Regions from separate parts of the Cricetulus griseus genome. Here region 1 is linked to region 2. The links are chromatin contacts, called in public Hi-C maps. All regions are on one chromosome and are shown on one strand. Each heading gives the region's core, a stretch centred on a gene start, on an enhancer-like site or on the middle of the called end of the contact. The rest is flanking DNA. Distances are from core to core; before and after follow the strand shown.

What was found. Hi-C and Micro-C count contacts between places; a contact is called where the count stands out from the background.
Region 1: a Hi-C map of the CHO-K1 cell line shows a contact between it and region 2, with 4 times the contacts expected there. The contact joins the promoter of Ube2l3 here to the enhancer-like site in region 2. A contact is called at or near these places in 2 of 8 Hi-C or Micro-C datasets (the CHL-YN cell line and the CHO-K1 cell line).

What each region holds. Positions count from the first base shown.
Region 1 is chr4:72,124,693-72,128,216 of CriGri-PICRH-1.0, reverse strand. It overlaps Ube2l3 (ubiquitin-conjugating enzyme E2 L3), which reads right to left and starts at 1,672. Exons shown (of 4, transcript XM_027413208.2): 1 at 1,527-1,672. The coding sequence starts at 1,553.
Region 2 is chr4:72,080,801-72,084,053 of CriGri-PICRH-1.0, reverse strand. All of the region lies in intron 1 of Hic2 (hypermethylated in cancer 2 protein), which reads left to right. Among named protein-coding and RNA genes, the nearest start is that of Hic2, 13 kb to the left of the region's middle. Within about 2 kb of position 1,258, at least 2 of the 6 cell types and tissues checked have open chromatin away from gene starts, as enhancers often do. A contact at or near this core is called in the CHO-K1 cell line, where this site is marked.

The DNA.
Region 1 (3,524 bases), core at 423-2,922, 44 kb before region 2:
CACTGCCTAGCTTCTTTATTTTTTTTTTAATTTAAAGAAATTAGAATTAATTGTTACAGACAAAACCACAGAGGATTTTAGCCAGAAGTAAAGAATTAAGTGCTTGCTTTAGAAAAGAGCACTGGAGTCCAAGAAGGGTAGTCAGGGGAAAGTATTTAGAAGGGTACCCCAGAAAGGGTGGAAGAATTCAAGTCATTCCAATAAAGATAGGAAAAACAGCATGCATTCACATATCTTCCTAAACTGAAACCTACAAGGCTAGAGGGAAGCCAACTTTGGGGGGTTTGAACACGGAAGTGATTAGCATCCCTTTCATTTAGGAAAATGATGGGAGTGTCACTGGCAGAGCAGAGGAGGAGCTTGATCATAATTGTTTTGTGCCCACTTCCACTCTCGTTTCAGTTAAATGTTCTCTCTAGGTTTCAGTGAACAAATGTTTTCTTTTGTTTCCAGCGACTCCATCAACCAAATACAACTGGGGCCAGGAAGAAGCCCGGCTATCTGTTCTCAGGAGCCAGCTCCCGGACCTTTTGTATTTCCGGTCAGGCGGTAGCTGCGCCGCACTACCAGGTTGCACTCAAACACTGGCGGGGTTGTCTTTAGAGGATGTCGGAAAAACTACCAGTGAAAACCTGAAATCAATGGAGCACCTGTACGCCTCACAAAAAGGAGCCAATTAGTGAGATGACACTCCGCTACATTCAAGATACAAAGTGCGTACACCGTGTTATTTTTGTAAACTTTGGCCGGTTTTGATTCCAACGACAGAAGCCAACCCCCACCTCCCACCTCAAAAAAAAAAAAAAAATGTCACTTTGCTTCACCAGGGAAAGGAGATCGGGATGACTAAGAGGTTGATAGGAAGGAGAACCTCGCTGCGACGGGGGACGACCCCACGCCTTCCTAGAGTTGGAACTTGTCCGCTGTGTGACTCCGCAGTCACAAGGAGACAGTTTGCAAGAACCCAACACAATTTCAAAAGACCACCAACTAACTGACCTAACTTTGGCCGCCTGCCCTCCTCCTTCCTTTCCCGTCTCGGGCCTCGCAGCCTCCCGGTCCCGGAGCTGTGGGCTGGCGGAATGGGGCTCAGAGTCCGGCGACCGCGGCCCAGGACCGGGCGGCTCCGCGGCGCGGACTCCCAGCCGGGGCTCCGGCTTTCTTCCCCGAGGGCGCCCAGCTTGGGGCCTCCAGGCCCGGCCCACACATCAACGGCGTCCTCGACCCGGACCGCGGCCGCTGCGACGGAGGGCCCGGCTCCGCTCCGGGAGGAGGGGGCGCGAGAACTGCCCAAGCTGATCCGAGGGGCCGGCGGCGGCGGCTCCCGGCGCGGCCTTGCGCTCCCGCCCAGGCTGCGGCCTAGGCGGCCCCGTTAGATCTGTCCTCCACACGCGGCACAGCGGCACTGAGGGCCACGCAACGAGGGATGGAGGGTGGCGACGCCCCAAGGAGCCGCGGCCCGCCGTGGGGGTCCCGGCCCGGGGACGCCGCCCCCCGCCTGGCCAGCGCCAGAGAATGGCTTTTACCTTCATCAGCCTCCTGCTGGCCGCCATCTTGGATCTGGTGCTGCTGCTTTCCCAAAATGCATCGCGGTAGGCCAGGCGGCTAGAACCCCCTCACTTCCTGGAACGGGGGAGGGGCGAGCCGGGAAGAGCGCGGAACAGAGAAACGCGCCTACTGTGTGCCGATCCCAGTGGTGGGAGAGTTGTGTGTAGACGTCTACAAGGGACCTGGACAATTTAAAGACCTTTGCCTCTTGCAGCCTCCAATCCGACGGACAACACATACCGTGCCTGGCACGTAGTAGGCGCACTATACATGTGTACACAACAATTGAATAATCAAGATTATTTTAGACACTGATAAACATTGTGAAGTAAAACTGGGAGATGAGAAAGTTACTGTGGGACCGAAGACGTGATACAGTTGGTCAAGTGCCTGCACGTGCAAGTAGGACCTGAGTTTGGATACCCACATGAAAAGCTAGCGTAGTCCCCTGCATTAGGGGAGGGTAGATACAGGCAGATCTCTGAAATTCTTTGTCTAACTAGTGAGCCTCAGATGCAAGGAGAAAACCAGTGAAGTGCAAGCATAGAAAAACATGTGTGGACCTCAGGTCTTCCTGTGTGTGTGCGCGCGTGTGTGTGTGTGTGTGTGTGTGTGTGTGTGTGTGTGTGTGTGTATTCGAGTACACACACTAACTTTCAAATACAGCCTCCCACACAAAAGTAACTGCAAGGATCTACTTTCATGAAGGCTCACTGAAGAAACTGTATGAATAAGAGAGAGCAGAGCAGCCAAACATAAGTGGATTATGCCTTTAATTCTGGCATTTGGGAGGTGGAGGCAGGCAGGACTAGCCAGCCTAGGCTACATAGTATGACCCTATCCACTATCTCAAAAATAGTAATAGCTACCAAGAGTAGTATCACACACTTGTAATCTCATAATTTTAGCAGTCTAGAGAATGAAGCCAAAAGATCCAAAGAGAAAGAAACTACTACATGGTAACCCCCAGCAGTGCTTTTGCCAGTGAGGAGGTTTTGTTGAGGGAGACTGAGATGTAGATAAGGTCTTTTGTAGCCCAGGGTGGCCTCAAAATTCACTGTCTAACTAAAGATGAACTTAACCTCCTGATCCTCTTTCTTCCTCAAGTGCTGAGAGTGCCTTTGAGTCACCTGTACTCCTCTAAGTTACTTCAATAAACACATTAAAAGGAATCTTTTGGTCTTTTGGTGCCCTTTCTATCTAGTCTCCCCAAGAGAAATCGCTTAACACCAGGATCTTACCCCATGTCTCAAGAAAGCTGGGGCTCTAAGGAGAGAAATAAGAAATACAGAGCTGGTAATGTGAGGCAACTGAGATGTGAGGGGAATGCCTTGCTATCATTTAGCAGGCTTTTGTTGTTGTTTTGTTTTGTCTTGAATTCAGAGTTTCTCTGTGTAGCTTTGTAGACTAGGTTGGCTTTGAACTCACAGAGATCCCCCTGCCTCTGACTCCTGAGTGCTGGGATTAAAGGCGTGCACCACCACCACCTGGTATTCAGCAGTCTTAAAGTATTCTTTCTGGAGGACTTTTAACTCAGAGGTTTTCAAATTTGTTTCAAACAGTATAACTCTTTTTTGTTTCGTTTTTGTTGTTGTTGTTTGAGACAAAGGTTTGCTATGTAGCCTTGGCTGGCCTTGAACTCATAGAGAGACCCATCAGTCACTGCCTCCCAGATGCTAGGATTAAAGGTGTGGGTTATGATCTTCATCTTAAAATTATATAACTCTATAAATAGTTCTCCTCAGACCAGTGAGATGACTCAGCTAGCAAAGGTGTTTGCTAATAAGTCTGATGACCTGAGTTTGATTACCGGAACCCATATGGTAGAAGAGAACCAATTACCACCACAAGTTGTCCTCTTTCCCACAAATACACCATGACATTCATGAGAACACACACACACACACACACACACACACGAGTGCTGGTCCAGAGGACCCAAGTTTGATTTCTAGCACCAATATTGCGGCTCATAA
Region 2 (3,253 bases), core at 9-2,508:
AGTTCTGGGATTAAAGGCATGCGTCACCAACACCCGGCCAGTATGTATACATCTTAAAGAATGTAGAGATTAATAGTGGAAAACCTACTTCAGATGAAGTCAATATCCTACTAATAATCTTAGCTCTTCCAGTGTCAAGTAGAAAGCAACCCTTCACCACAGTGTCTGGACACACCCTTTGAGACAGGATTTCTCTGTGTAACAGCCCTGGGTGTCTTGGAACTAGCTCTATAGACCAGGCTGGCCTCAAACTCACAGAGATCAGCCTGCCTTCTGGAGTGTTGGGATTAAAGGCGTGCAGCATCACTGCCCCGTGAAATTTATTTTATTTTTAATGAGTGTTTTTCCTTCGTGTATTCGTGCATACAGTGTTGTACTGGTACCTTCAGAGGTCAGAAAGGGGCATTGGATTGCTTGGAACTGGTAATGGTTGTGAGTAGTCACCACATGGGTTCTGAGAGTTGAAACTGGGTCCTCTCTGTAAGAACAAGTGCTCTTAACTCCAGAGGCACCTACCTCTTCAGCCCCTAGATTTACTTATTTTTAGTTACATTTGTGTGTGGGTGTGTGTGCATGAATATAGGTGCCTTCAGGGAACAGAGTTTTGGGGCACCATATAATTTGGCATTAAGGGCATTTGTTGAGCTGCCTGAAATGGATTCTGGGAATAGAAACCCAGGGGTCTTGTAGAAGAGCAACAAGAACTCTTAACTGCTGAGGCATCTCTCTAGCCCTTTCTTTTATTTTAGATTTTGGTTTGGAGACAAAGTCTTTCACTGAGTTTCTAGGCAGGCCTTAAACTTGTGATTTTCTTGCTTCAGTTTCCTGAGTGGCTTGTATCTGTTCAAGACCAGCCTGGTTTACAGAGTGAGTTCCAGGACAGCCAGGGCTACTCAGTGAAACCCTGTCTCAGGAAACCAAAAATAAATAAATAAACAAAAACAAATAGGCAGTTTATTTATTTTAAATTACTATCTATCTGAAACAAGGACTCTTATCTCTGATTATCCTAGAACTCACTGTTTTGACCAGACTGGCCTTGAAATCACAGAGATCCACCCCCCTCTGTTGGGATTACACGGGTGTGCCACCACACCCAGCTAAAATAATTTTAAAAATCCATCATTACTTTCTGGCATGGAATTTTTAGGCTTATGATTTTGCTGATTCTCATGACTCATACCTTTTCAAAGTTTGTCCCAGTCAGAGGTCATACTGTCATGGGCAGAGTGGGTTTTGGTGTCTTTGAGACAGCCTTACTCTGTAGTATAGGTTCACCTCAGATTTGTGGTGATCTTTAGGCTTCAGACACTCAGTGCTAGAGCTGTCGGCAAGCGTCATCATGCCTGCCTCACTTCAGCTTTTACCTGTGAGTGAAGAAGCTCTTTCTTAGGAAGATGATTACATAGAAAGATATGTTTTATAAAGTTTCAGAGACCCTCATAGGTTTTTAAATTTTACTTCTGTAGAGTTCCTACCTGATTTCCTACTTTGGCTGCTAGGGTTGGTTTTAGGGAAGCTGGAGTCTTGTCTCCCACAGCCTTGGGCTAGGTGGCTGCCTAGTGACTCAGCTGTGACATATACCTCCCTCTGGGGTTCAGTTATCTCATTTGAAGGATGTCCCCAGGCAGAAGAGATGGTTGTGATAGTCCTTCCAGCTGGGTGGCCAGGCTTCCTGGTGCCCTTTCAACTCCTTGCCTGTGGAATTTCTGCTTGCTTGCCTCTGTGCTGTCACTGCTTGTCCTTCCTTCTCTTTTAGTGTTGGAGTTTGAACCCACAGCTTCTCTCATGCTTGGCATGTCCTGTACCAGAACACCTTCTCTTTCTCTTTAATCCAGCACTTGGGAGGCTGAGACTGTTAGATAGAGAAACCCTGTCTCAAAAAAAAAAAAGTATTTACCCAGTGGTGGTGGTGACATTAATTCCAGCACTTGGAATCAGAAGCAGGCGGAAGTTCGAGGCTAGCCTGGTTTCTATAGTTCCAGGACAGCCAGGGCTACATGGTGAGACATAGTGTGTGCATGTGCGGAAGTGCACACAGTGCTTTTGGAGATGAGAGGATAGCTTTTGTAGGAGTCATTCCTCCTGGTGTTAAATCCAGCTTGCTGAGCTTGGTGCTAATGTGCTGAACCATCTCACCAGCCCAGAGCCTCTTCTCTTCAAGCCACCATGCCTTCTCTCTCTCTCTCTCTCTCTCTCTCTCTCTCTCTCTCTCTCTCTCTCTCTCTCTCTCTCTCTCTTCTCCCCCCCTTCTCCTCTCCCCTCCCCTGTACCCGATACGGGGTTTCTCTGTGTAGCTCTGACTGTCTTGGAACTCACTCTGTAGACCAGGCTGGCCTTGAACTTCATGTGTCTCTGCCTCCCAAGTGCCAGGATTAAAGGTGTGTGCTACTACCATCCAATTTTTCTTTAAACAAGGTCTCACTCCTGATTGTGCTGGACTTCACAAGAGATCCGGCCTGCCTTTGCTTTCCAAGTGCTGGGATTAAGGCTGTGCACCTCCACACCCTGGCTTGAATTTCTGCTTTCCATTGCCTAGGAGTTTTTTTTTTTTTTTTTTTTAAGATGTATTTATTTATGCATATGAGTGCTCTATTTGCATTCGTGCCTGCATGACAGAAGATCCCAGTATAGATACTTGGGAGTCACCCTGTGGTTGATGGGAATTGAACTCAGGACCTCTGGAATCTTGAAGAGCAGCCTTTGTTTGCTCTTAACTGCTAAACCATCCCTCCAGCCCCTGTTTGTTTTTAAGCTCCTGTTGTGTTGCAGGTAATCTGGGTTTTGTAGTAGAACTCATCACAATCTCAAATTATTGTTCCACTTTGTCAGTGAGGATTCACCTCTGTCCTCAACTAGAATGGCCTAGACTCACCAGGGTAGATGTAGCAGGGGGTACCCTTGCTCTGGCCCTTGTTGGCTCTAAAGTTAAAGCAGGCTAGGGGGGTGAACAGATGAGGCTGTGCCTTTGAGGTCACAGGGTCTGGTGTGATATGGTGCTGCATAGTGCCTCTCTCCAGGCCTTCCTTGTAGCACCAGCCCCCTGTGTACTTTCTTAAACTGAGGGTTACTTGCCTAGCTGTGAGAGCAGAATGCTTGGGCAGGTGGTCTGGGTCCAGGCAGGTCTTAGCTTTGGGTAGACAGAAAGTTTCTAATAGAGCCCTGGAATGTTTTCAAGATAGACTTGGAAAAGGCCATAGGCTGGAGTAGGTGTCACTCTTCCCTCTGTGTCTTAGAGTTGGAGAGGAGGCCA